Linked DNA regions of Macaca mulatta: region 1 is linked to region 2. The links are chromatin contacts, called in public Hi-C maps. All regions are on one chromosome and are shown on one strand. Each heading gives the region's core, a stretch centred on a gene start, on an enhancer-like site or on the middle of the called end of the contact. The rest is flanking DNA. Distances are from core to core; before and after follow the strand shown.

Region 1 (6,454 bases), core at 2,521-5,020, 45 kb after region 2:
TGTCTCAAAAACAAAAGAAAAGGAAAAGTCACTAGGTCAACAAAAATTGATTATCTGGCTGGGCGTGGTGGCTCACACCTGTAATCCCAGCTACTCAGGAGGCTGAAGCAGGAGAATCGCTTGAACCCGGGAGGCAGAAGTTGCAATGAGCTGAGACCATGACACTGCACTCTAGCCTGGGCAACAGAGCGAGACTCCGTCTCAAAAATAAAAATAAAAAAGGAAAGAAAAAGGCCAGGCGCAATCGCTCACGCCTGTAATCCCAGCACTCTGGGAAGCCAAGGCAGGTGAATCACCTGAGGTCAGGAGTTCAAGACCATCCTGGCAACATGGTGAAACCCCGTCTCTACTAAAATTACAAAAATTAGCTGGGCGTGGTGGCAGGCGCCTGTAATCCCAGCTACTCAGGAGGCTGAGGCAGGAGAATCGCTTGGACCTGGGAGGCAGAGGTTGCAATGAGCCGAGATTGCACCATTGCACTCCAGCCTGGGAGAGAGGAGCAAAACTCCATCTCAAAAAAATAATAATAATAAAATAGAATGAAAGCAAATTGATTATCTACATTTACTGGATACCATCCCTGAAGCTGGGACAAGACAAATCAAGTCACTCCCCTCAGTGGTCTACCGGAGGTCAGGGGTCACTGAGGTTGCGCTGAAGGTTCAAAGGGCCGTTTAGAGCCCAAGGTTAAGTACTTGAGGCTGAGACTGAGGTGAAAGTTCACGGGGAAAGATTTGCAGAGATCGAGGGACAAAGGTGAGTCCCAGGATTAACAGGGTGAGTTGCGTGTGCTGGGCTTTGGGTTAGGGAAGGGCCGAATGAATGTCCCAGTGCAATATGACCTCATGGACAAGGAGTGAGATGGCATCTTGTTGGCATGGGGAGAGAGTGGTCAGGATTTGGGGGTCAAGAGCAGATTGGTCATCTGTGTCATGCGTAGGAAGTGATCTTGAGTTCCTGTCCCTTCTCCACCTCCAGGAAATGCCTCGATACCATGAATTGCCCACTTTGGAAGAGCGGTCAGGACCCCTGCACCCTGGAGCCACAAGCCTGGGATCCCCCATCCCGGTGCCTCCAGGGCCACCTGTTGTGGAAGACGTTTCCCTGGATCTAGAGGATGAGGAGGGGGAGGAGGAGGAAGAGTATCTGGATAAGATCAACCCCATCTACGATGCTCTGTCCTACAGCAGCCCCTCTGATTCCTACCAGGGCAAAGGCTTTGTCATGTCCCGGGCCATGTACGTGTGAGCTGCCACGCGTCTGGTGTCTCACATCTCACCTGTTGATCCCTTAGCTTTCTTGCCAAGGATCTAGTGCCCCCTGACCTCTGGCCAGGCCACTGTCAGTTAACACACGTGCATCCCATTTGTGATTTCTACCTTGGTGGCTCCACTATGACCCTTAATCCATGAGCCCAGAGAAACTCACCATGATAATGGAATCCTGGCAACCTTATCTCATGAGGCAGGAGGTGGGGAAGGTGCTTCTGCACAACCTCTGATCCCAAGGACTCCTCTCCCAGACTGTGACCTTAGATCATACCTCTCACCCCCCACCAATGCCTCGACTCCCCCCAAATCACAAAGAAGACCCTAGACCTATAATTTGTCTTCAGGTAGTAAATTCCCAATAGGTCTGCTGGAGTGGGCACTGAGGGCTCCCTGCTGCTCAGACCTGAGCCCTCCAGGCAGCAGGGTCCCACTTACCCCCTCCCCACCCTGTTCCCCAAAGATGGGAGAGAGGGGATTCCCCAGCCCAACGCAGAGTTTTCCCAGCACCCTCCTGTAAGCAGAAGTCTCAGGGTCCAGACCCTTCCCTGAGCCCCCATCCCCACCCCAATTCCTACCTACCAAGCAAGCAGCCCAGCCTAGGACCAGACAGGGTGAGCCTCATACAGACTGTGCCTTGACGCCCCCAGCCTTGGGAGAAGAATTTACTGTTAACCTGGAAGACTACTGAATCATTTTACCCTTGCCCAGTGAAATAGGACCTAAACGTCTCCCTTCAGGGGAAAGTGGGTCACCTGGATTGGGGGTAGCGATTGATACTGTTTTGTAAACTACATTTCCTACAAAATATGAATTTATACTTTGACCAGAACTTGCGTTTTCTGTGGGATGTGAAAGGGATGGGGTGAGACATGAAGGGGAATGAAGGAGGCTAAGAGCTTGAGATAATCAGTGAACTAGGCGTTAAGAGAGTTAAAGACAAAAAGTGACCAAAGATACAAAATAAGAATTGAGAGAGTAATGAGCAAAAACCTATCAATCAAAAAATGTTGAGTAATGGAATGGGGAGGGGTCCAGGGCATGCTGTTTACTGAATATGAATAATTGCAACAGCAGTATGATGAATGGAACAAAGATAAAAAACAGCAATTGGCCAGGTGCAGTGGCTTATGCCTGTAATTCCACACTTTGGGAGACTGAGGCGGGAAGATCGATTGAGTCCAGGAGTTAAGAGACCAGTCTGGGAAACACAGTGAGACCCCGCCTCTACAAAAGTTAGCTGGGCGTGATGGCACGCACCTGTGGTCTCAGCTACTCTGGAGGCTGAGGTGGGAGGATCGACTGAGGCCAGAAGTTCAAGGCTGCAGTGAGCTATGATGGCGCCACTGCACTCCAGCCTGGGCGACGGAGTCCAACCCTGTGTCTAAAAAAATAAAAATTAAAAAAGCAGTATCGAAACTATGAGAGGCTCAAGTTTAAAGGATAAATGGCAAGCAAAAATAGATCAAAGGCAAAATCATGAATAACGTTGTAATAGGAGCCCAAGGCATGACGGGTAATAAACCTGAATGAAGGAGCCAGAGGCAGAGTGATGAATAATGAAAAAATAGGGACGGGGGCAAGGGAGGTAAAGGACAGGACTTAATGGATCCAAAACATGATGGCTAATTAGAGAAGGGCCGGAAGAACGACGAAAGTGAGCAAGCTGCTGGAACTAAAAGTAGTCCGGGCAATGAAGCTCAAATGAATGGGGCAGAGGCACGATGGGTAATGGGAGAGGAATGAATGGGCCAAAGATAGAAGCCGCAGTGACGCGAGGAACAAGAGGCATGATGGGTAACGAAAGGGGTGGGTCTAAGAGGTGATGAGGGCATTGTGGGTAACGAGGAGCAGCGCAGGGTTCTCAGAACAGATTACAATTCTCCCGAGGCACTCTGGGAAGGGCCAGCACTTCCGGTTTTGGGTCAGCTACTCCGGACCAGAGGTGGGGTGCGTGCCCCGCTGCCGCGGTGCCTGGTGGGACGCGAGGCCTGACCTTGCTGCCTAGCCGCCTCTGCCGCGCAACTCACCTTTACCTGTCCTTCGACCCTGGAACGTTAGCCAATGAGAGTACCAAGCTGATACGCCACCAAGGTCGGCCCCCGTACACATTGGAGCCAATCAAAATGCTGCAAGGGTCAAAGCAGCCCAATTATCACAGCAACTTCGCCGCGGGGCGGAATCAAAAGAGGGCCTCCTCCAGGTGATAGGCGGGGCGATGCCTCAGCGGGCGTGGCAAAATGCGCAGCACACACCAATGGCGGGCTAGCACCGGAACCCGCGGCGACGCGAGCCAATAGGCGTAAGCGCGGCGAGCCAATGAGAAGGGCGGGAGGTGCGCCGTGACATGCCTGCGAGTGAGAACCAATACAAAAGGACAGTTAGGAAAAGTGGGCGGGACTTTATTCACAAGTCCAATGGGAAGACCGAGTCTTGACGCTGGTGGGCGGGCCTCAGGGCACACTAAACCAATGGGCTAGGCGGGGCGGGGAGACGGTGGTGGCGGCGGCGGCAGCGGGTTCGGTTGCGCGTGGCGCACGGGGTGGGAGCGGAGCCCAGGCCGGGAGCAGGCGCCGCCGCCAGTGAGAACCGGGGCCCGGAGTCGGGTGGGGATTTGCTGGGGCTGAGTCTCGGGCGCACGGGCCCTGACCTCCGCCCTCTGACCTCTCCCTTCGCAGGCGACCATGGGGAATGTGTTGGCCGCCAGCTCGCCGCCCGCAGGGCCGCCACCGCCGCCTGCGCCGGCCCTCGTGGGGCTGCCGCCACCTCCGCCCTCGCCGCCGGGCTTCACGCTGCCACCGCTGGGAGGCGGCCTGGGCGCCGGCACCAGTACGAGTCGAGGTTCGGAACGGACCCCCGGGGCTGCAACCGCCAGCGCCGCAGGGGCCGCCGAGGATGGGGCCTGCGGCTGCCTGCCCAACCCGGGCACATTCGAGGAGTGCCACCGGAAGTGCAAGGGTGAGGGGCGACGGGCCCCCTCGGGGCTGCGATGGCCCGGATCTCGGGGGAAAGGGGAGGACACTGGGGACTTTGGGATTTGGCGCGCACCATTGGAATTATTCAACAGCACTAGGAGGTGACGTTGGGATCGAATGGTGGAACGTTGGACTTGGGGCTTAGAATGATGGAATCAAATGGTGGAAACGGGGTGGAATGTCATAGCAGTAGAGAAAAGCCTTAGGGACCTCAGGAGCCCCGGGATCAGCCAAGCCAGACTTCTCTTGTTATCGGGAACGCAACTGAGGCCCAAGGTCACGGTGTCAGCAAGGTTCCGTGGGGGTGGAACCCAAAGCCTCCGGATCCCAGCCTGGAGCAATCAGAGTAGTAATAGTGGTACAGGTTTATGAAGTTCTGTTTTGGTGTTCACTATATGTTAACTCATTAGATCCTTGGGCCAATTCTGTATGGTGAGGGTCCCATCTTAGAGATGATGAGTTTGACCTAAAGTTGCTCAGCTTGGTGGCAGTGAGATTTGAGCAGGCAAAGGCCCTGGCCCTGTCTAACTAGGCTGCACTGCCTCTTTACAGGTGGAAGCCTTTGTGAGATGTTCTGCTATGGGTCTCTGGAGAGAGCTGGGGACAGCAGGGAAGGAAGAGATGAGAGTTGGTATGGGGTTGGGGTGGAGTGTGACAGCGTTTCTCTTCTCCAGAGCTGTTTCCCATTCAGATGGAGGGTGTCAAGCTCACAGTCAACAAAGGGTTGAGTAACCATTTCCAGGTGAGCCTTCCTGGTGTCCTTACCCACCAGAGATCGTCCCCACCATCCCCCTCCCTGCATCCGCACACTCGCCCCCTTACTCCTCCCTCAAGAACTGGGCTGCCTGATACTTGAAAAGACTCGGAGATACAGTGCCAGACTACTCAGTTTGGGGACCTAGAATCCAGAGGTACTGTCTCCCATAGCAGCTAGGCTGGAGTCAAGGAACAGGTATGTGGGCCTGTTGGCAGCACCTCCTTTCTCTGAGTCTCTTAGTCAGGCTGTGCCTCCCAGTCTTCATCCCCTGCCCAGCCCAGAGACCTTCTCGTTGCCCTCTTCATTGGGCAAGCCCATCTGTCCAGCATCCTCACAGCCCTCGCTCTCCTCCCAGGTGAACCACACAGTAGCCCTCAGCACAATCGGGGAGTCCAACTACCACTTCGGGGTCACGTATGTGGGGACAAAGCAGCTGAGTCCCACAGAGGTGAGCTTCCTTTCTCATCCATTCTTTGTATCTTTCGAATAACAAATTTGTGGCCAAATGCCAAGCTAAGACTGGCATCATCAGGAAAAGGTCACAGCTGCCGAGAGCTTGGAGATGGGGACTGCATCTCTCCGAGATGTAGTGGAACACGAGTAATTCCTTCATCCAGCAAACATCCGCCGAACCCCTGCTCTCTGCCTGCCTGGCTCCACGCTGAGCAATGCTGGGGGTGTGACCACAGCCTCTCTCTTGCTAGACAGCGATGACCCAGGGTGGAAAGAGCTGAGCTGTAGATCATGCAGAACTTTGAATGCCAAACTAGGCTTTGGACTTTCTCTAGGGGCTTGTGAAGAGTCATGGCATGGTTTGGTCAAGGGAAAGACGTGGTCCACAGGTTCCCGCTGTAGAAATCTTTCTTTAGAAGCATTTCTGGGGCAGCCGTGTAGGGGCTAGTTATTAGGAAGGCCAAAACTGGAGGCCTGGACAGGGTGTGGGGGACTGAATGAGGTCTCTGCTTCTATCGTTTCCCTTCAGTAAATGAGTTTATTCTGCAAACCTTCATTGCACAACATATTCTGTGCCCAGCCCTGTGTTGGCACACATGACTGAAAGCCATGGGACTCACCAGTGGGGCAGAAGACAGACCTGTTCCCAGAGAGTAACAAGCCAGGATGGGCAGGGCTGACATGGGGGAACCCAAAGGTAGGGGAGCCTAACTCAACCTAGGTGGTCAGAGAGGACTTCATGGAGGAGGGGACCCCCATCTGAGGCTTTCTGACCCCAGGCTTCTCACCCTGGCCCACCTCACCTGCTTCCACAGTGTGCAACCTCTGACCCCTGCCCTTCTCTCTGCCTCACAGGCGTTCCCTGTACTGGTGGGTGACATGGACAACAGCGGCAGCCTCAACGCTCAGGTCATTCACCAGCTGGGCCCCGGCCTCAGATCCAAGATGGCCATCCAGGTGAGTGGGGCACGGAGGCTGCTGCTCCCCTCGGCCACCATGAG
Region 2 (6,111 bases), core at 1,272-3,771:
AGTGCTGGGATTACAGGCGTCACCCACGGCGCCCTGCCTTGGCTCTGCCATTTTGTAACTCAGTGAGTCACTTCATCTCTCTGCTTCAGTTTCCTATTGCCCAGGGCGCTGCATTGCTTATATGAGACAATATTCGCAGTGCACTTAGATCAGTGCTTGGCACATGGTAAACACTGACTACATGTATTAATAGTATCAAAGCGGGTGGATCACGAGGTCAGAAGTTTGAGACCAGCCTGACCAACATGGTGAAACCCTGTCTCTACTAAAAATACAAAAATTAGCCGGGCGTGGTGGCGCGCGCCTGTAATCTCAGCTGCTCAGGAGGAGGCTGAGGTGGGAGAATCGCTTGAACCCAGGAGGCGAAGGTTGCAGTGAGCCGAGATCGCACCACTGCCCTCCAGCCTGGGCGACAAAGCGAGACTCCGTCTCAAATAAATAAATAAATAAATAAATAAATAAATAAATAGTATCATAACTAAGACTTGAACGCGGAGAGATAACAGCCTCTGATACTTGAAACCTAGTCCTTCTGGGTAGGAAAGCCCAGGTGTGGCAGGTAGAAGGGAGGGCGAGCCCAGGTGGTCCTCTTGCTAGGGCAAGAAGCCCCGAAGCACCTGCCTCCAGCTGAGCAGCTCGGCGCCTACTGGCCTGGAAGGAACTTGGGCCCAGGCTGGAGCTCAGTGGCACCCCCTCCCCCAGGCCTCCCGCTTCCCGCCCTCACCCCGCCCCGCGGCGCGGCCTCAGCAGCTCCCCCTGGGCAGCCCAAAGAATGCGAAGAGGTAGGTGGGGGCAGGGAGGAGGGCGAGCCGCCGGGGAGAGACAAAGGGCCCGAGTCTGAGCGAGAGACACAAAGACGCGAGGAGGCTGGGGAGATAGGGGAAGTGGGACAAGGACGCGGGGAGGGACCAGGTCCGAAGGCCTGACTGGAGCCCAGCCCCACCCAGCTCGGCCGGGCCACCGCAGCGCGGGGGCCGGTCTCTGCTGCCCCCTGGCGGGTGGCTGCGGTGAGAAGGCGGTACGGAGCAGGTGTGGGAGGGGAGGACCAGGGCGCGCAGGGAGGTAAGGAGGGAAGGACGCAGAGAACAGAGCAGGGACGGAGAGATAGCGAGAGAGACTCGCACGCAGAGATAAGAGACGCCGAGAGGGAGACACAGAGACAGAAACAGGGACAGAGAGACACAGATAGAGACAGAGAGAGACACACAGACAGAGACAGAGAAGCACAGAGATAGAGAGGCGCAGAGATAGAGACGGAGAGAGAAACACAAGAGACAGAGAGGCACAGAGACAGTCAAAGGACGGAAAGAGACATAGGGACCAAGTGACCCAGAAACAATGACAGACAGGCCGGTGCGGTGGCTCATGCCTGTAATCCCAGCATCTTGGGAGACCGAGACGGGAGGATCGCTTGAGGCCAGCCTCAGCAACACAGTGAGACCCACCCGCTGTCCCCCGCCCCGTCTCTTTTATTTAAAAAAAGGAAGAGAAAGAAAGAAAGAAGGAAGGAAAGAAAAGAAAGAAAGAGTGACCGATAAAGGAAGACCAGAAAGAGAGCGATACCGAAGCATGAGGACCGAAAGACCCAGAGAGGCAAAAATAAGGGGACAGAGAGGAAGACCCAAAGAGAGGGAGAGACACAAAGACACCTAAGAGAGACAGAGAAATCCAGAAAGAAACGAGTGCAGCGACACCTAGAGTCCAGGGCAAAGATTAGAAACGCACGAGGGTACGGGAGACAGGCTCAGAGCGATGGGCGCGACCTGCGGGGAGGTCGCACAACCAGGACGTGGTGGGGTCAGGACCGTAAGGCCCCACGTGCGTCAGGCAACTGTGGTGAGAGGACCCGGGCAGGCAAGAAAGGGCAAGATTCGAACTGTGGGCAGAACTGAGGCCAGGACGGACTGAGCTAAGAGACCGGGCGAACTAAGGCTAGGGCGAGGGGCGGGGCTGGTGGGGGCGGGGCTTCGCGGGGGCGGAGTCGGCTGGAAGGTCCTAAGGGGGCGTGGCAAGACCTTGGTGAGGCGGCCTGCAGGCTGGGGGCAGGGGGCGGGGCGCGGGACCTACTCCGGAGCAGAGGGGGCGTGGCTAGACCTTAGGGGGCGTGGCTTATCGCTGGGAGCAGACAGAGACAGAATTCTGTGGCAGGGGCGACCTTAGAATCCTGGGGAGGAGCGAGAATGGAATCCCGTGGAGGAACAGGCGTGGAATCCAGGGGGCGGGTCAGAACGCCAGGAGGGGGCGGGGCCGGAGCCGGGGTCGACTCGGCTCGGGGGAGCAGCGGGTAGATCCTGTGACGTCAGCGGGTTCGAACCGCCGGAGCTGAGCGAGGGGCCGGGGGTGCCGAGCCGGGCGGGAGAGCTGGGCCGGGAGAGCAGAACAGGGAGGCTAGAGCGCGGCGGGAACCGGCCCGGAGCCGGAGCCGGAGCCCCACAGGCACCTACTCGCCCGCCCAGCCTATCGGCCCCCACAGAGTGGCCCGCGGGCCTCCGCCCGGGCCCAGTCCCCTCCCGGGCCCTCCATGGCCCGGGCCGTTGCCCTCCTGCCGTCGAGATCGCCGCCGACGCCGCTGCTGTGGCCGCTGCTGCTGCTGCTGCTCCGGAAAACCGGTGAGACGAGCGGACGGCCCCCTGCCCCCGCGCGGACCCCCTCCTCCCTTACCTTCCGAATTGGGGAAGCCGAGCACCTTCCCCGCCCACCCCCGGCTCCCCGAGCCCCCTCTCCCGTGTCCCCTTCCTGGCTGGCCCCCCCGACTCCGACCCCCTACATGTCCGATTCTCTCGAGGAGACTCTGACCCCTCCTCTCTGCATCTCTCTCACCACCACCCCCATCCTTCTTAATCCAACTGCCCATCCTACGCCGGCTTGTCTGTCCCCCTCCCCCTTTCTCGGATTCCCGCGCCGAAAGAGTTAAATCCGAGGAAGGCCTGGCGCCCCCTCCCCACCCCGCGCCGAGCAGTTCACCCCGGATCTGGGTCTCTATCTCCTCTACCCGTCTCAGGAATGTGGGGAATGTTCCCCCCACCTCCCGCAGTAGGGTCTGGAGGAAGAGGCGAGACCACCCCCTCCCCCATTTTTCCTTCTTCTCGGCTTGGGCGTCTGAGGCCCGGAGAGAACTGAGGACAAGGGGACCTGATTCGGGTCCCTTGGAGGGCGAAGGATAAGAGTTCTAGCGACTTAGTGGGAAGGGCCTGAGCTCGGAGCTCCAACCCCAAACCTCAGGGAGTTGGGGGCTCTGACTCCGTGGACTCCAGAAAAATCAGGGGCCAGGGGCTCCGTCTTCTGGGTCCCTGGTAGAATGGAGGCTAGGCGCTACGTCTAACTGGGATATAGGTAAAACTGGGGGCGAGAGAGGATCAAACTTGTAGATTCTGGATTTAATTGTGGGCAGGGGGCTTCGTTTTCTGGGTTCCCGGCAGAACTGGGGGGACAGGAGACTCGATATCGTGAGCTTCAGACTTAATTGTGGGCAGAGGAACGTCTTCTGAGATCCAAATAGAAGTGCGAGCTGCGGTTCCCGTCTCTTGGGCTCCAGATATGATCAAGGGTCGAAGGCTCTGTCTTGAGGCTGGAGTCTCAGTCGCCTGAGTCCCGGATAGAACGGGAGGCCCCGAGTCCCAGAGGCTGCGAGCCCCCTCCCTTTCCCTGTGAATGGTCGGGGGCGACGGAGACGTCGCCGGGGAAGTTTTCCTGGTTTCACTCTCGCCGAGCCAGGGAGGGGCGGGGCGGGCGCTCCTGGCTCCGTGTTCCGGACTCCCGGTTTCGGGACCTTATTTATCTTCTGGTGGCGCCTTTGTCCTCAGAGCCGTAGCAGGAGGTGGACGAGTGGAGCCGCCGCCCTTATTCCCCCCCCGCCCCCCCCCCCCGTCCCTCCCACTGGGATGCCTTGGACCCCCTGGCGTCCTTCCATCCACCCCATTAGGGGAGGAGAGCGGCCCCCCTGGGGAGGGAGGGGCTGGGAGGGAACCCTTGAAAGAGGCACTGGCCCCGCCCCTTGCAGGTGACCCGGCTGTGTATTCCCAGCGACAAACTCTGGGATGCTAGACTTTCCCGAGGGTTTGCGCAGAAAAGAGCTCAGGGGGGGCCGGGCGCGGTGGCTCAAGCCTGTAATCCCAGCACTTTGGGAGGCCGAGACGGGCGGATCACGAGGTCAGGAGATCGAAACCATCCTGGCTAACACGGTGAAACCCCGTCTCTATTAAGAAATACAAAAAACTAGCCGGGCGAGGTGGCGGGCGCCTGTAGTCCCAGCTACTCGGGAGGCTGAGGCAGGAGAATGGTGTGAACCCGGGAGGCGGAGCTTGCAGTGAGCTGAGATCCGGCCACTGCACTCCAGCCTGGGCGACAGAGCGAGACTCCGTCTCAAAAAAAAAAAAAAAAAAAAAAAGAGCTCAGGGGGATCTTGGGGGAACCCCGGCCACCTCTCTGGCCTCATTTGCCCCAGGATGGCTCTCACTGGCCTCCCAGCTTTGACCTAGAGCTGGGGACTCCCCGTCAATCCCTTGCCTCTCCCTTCAGGCAGAAATAGAGAGGTAAGATCAGAACTGGCACCTCTGGGTGAATTCTCCGAACCCACCAGACCCTGAACCTACTGTTGGCTTGGTGCATGATCTCACGGAAGGCTCCAGCTTGCCCTGGGAGACAGGTCCTGTTTCTGTTTCCATCTTACAGATGAGGAAACAGGCTCAGCAAAGGCAAGCTGGCTTCTCAAGGTCTCACAGCAGGTCCCGGGGAAGCCGGGCTCCGGTTCTTCAGAGCCCCTCACTGGGTGGGCTCCAGGAAGTGCCTCTGAGTTTCCATTTCCTCCCTGGTAAAAAAAACTGAGATAACAATCCGTTCCCTGCGGACCATCCGGAAGGCTCCAAGGCCCCACTGATTCCCTGTGAAAGCTCTTAGCACCTGGGGAAGGAGCTATCGACCCTTTTCCTGACCACCCCCCCCATCCTTCGCCTCTGTGGTCTGCTGGCTGGCTGACTGGCACGTGCTCACTCCAAATCTCTCTCTCCCCTCCTCCTCGCTGTTTTCCTTATTCCCTCACTTTCTTTCCCCCTCTTCATCTCTCTTCGTTTCTCACCCTCTCTTTCTCCATCCCTCTCCAAGCTCTTTCTCTCTTCCCCTCCATCTCTCTCTCTCCTCTCCATCCTTCTCTGTATACCTCTCTAGCTGCACTGCCTTCACTGCTTGGCCTCCTCAAGGAATGTGGGTGCACCACCTGGGCCCCCAGCTGGGCCGTCTCCCCTCCCCCAGCTTCCTTCCCTGCCCATCCATGTGTCCATGTCCGCCAGGCAGCCCCATGTAGTGGAGGGGGAGGGGAGCAGAGGGACAGCAGCCTGGCTGTCTCCTCTCATTAGGGAAGGGGGACTGGGCAGAGAAGTGGGGGGGTGGGTATATAGAGAGGCTGGAGCTACAAGGATGGTGACAGAGGCCAGTAGAGGGAAGCGGTCAGACACAGATTTAGGAATGGGGTCAGAGACACATCTAGGAATGGAACCGGAGGATGGAGGGGAGGTGAAATACCATCACAGGATGAGGCGGAAAGACACTGGAATGGGACTGGGACAGAGGAGGGTGGGGGAAGGGAGATAGACATAGATACCAGATGAAGGCAGGGACAACAAAAGGAAAGGGGTTTGGTGACAGGCAGGGAGCCCCAAAGACTCCAGCTGTGGAAGAGCAGAGGTGCCGTGACCCAGGGAGGTCAGTGTACAGGGGGCCTCAAGGCCAGCGATATGTGGGGGCCACAGGGAGTGATGAACACAGGAGGGACAGGGAGCTGGGGACAAGGAGCTGGGCACATGGGCCAGCTCCCCCGCCCCTGCCTGGGATGCTGTTACATTTTTAATGTCCCAGCAATGCTGACAAATGGAGCAGGAAGGGGAGGAGAAGTGGGGGCCCAGCGAGATGGGCCAGGCTGTGAGAAGGTGTGGGGAGACAGGGCACTGGAGACCCCGGAGGCAGGGAGACCCCACGGTCAGAGACAGAAACAGACACTCTTAGAGACGTAGACCAGAAGTCTTGGGAGAGGAGAGCCCCAGGAATCAAGGCAGAGAGCCAGGTTCCAGAGATAGGGAGACCCAGACAGAGAAAGAGACCAGAAATGTCAGACATACA

Evidence for each region. Hi-C and Micro-C count contacts between places; a contact is called where the count stands out from the background.
Region 1: a contact with region 2 is called in a Hi-C map of liver, with 2.2 times the contacts expected there. The contact joins the promoter of TOMM40 here to the promoter of NECTIN2 in region 2. A contact is called at or near these places in 3 of 14 Hi-C or Micro-C datasets (blood, cortical neurons and liver).

What each region holds. Positions count from the first base shown.
Region 1 is chr19:57,393,575-57,400,028 of T2T-MMU8v2.0, forward strand. It overlaps TOMM40 (translocase of outer mitochondrial membrane 40), which reads left to right and starts at 3,771. Exons shown (of 10, transcript NM_001260795.1): 1 at 3,771-3,850; 2 at 3,947-4,226; 3 at 4,918-4,985; 4 at 5,356-5,448; 5 at 6,309-6,410. The coding sequence starts at 3,953. LOC144337181 (a long non-coding RNA gene) reads right to left here and starts at 3,244. Exons shown (of 3, transcript XR_013409914.1): 1 at 3,147-3,244; 2 at 2,529-2,652. It also overlaps a transcript of NECTIN2 not described here.
Region 2 is chr19:57,349,834-57,355,944 of T2T-MMU8v2.0, forward strand. It overlaps NECTIN2 (nectin cell adhesion molecule 2), which reads left to right and starts at 2,522. Exons shown (of 6, transcript NM_001043593.1): 1 at 2,522-2,609. The coding sequence starts at 2,522. It overlaps LOC144337180 (a long non-coding RNA gene), which reads right to left. Exons shown (of 4, transcript XR_013409913.1): 4 at 5,848-6,111.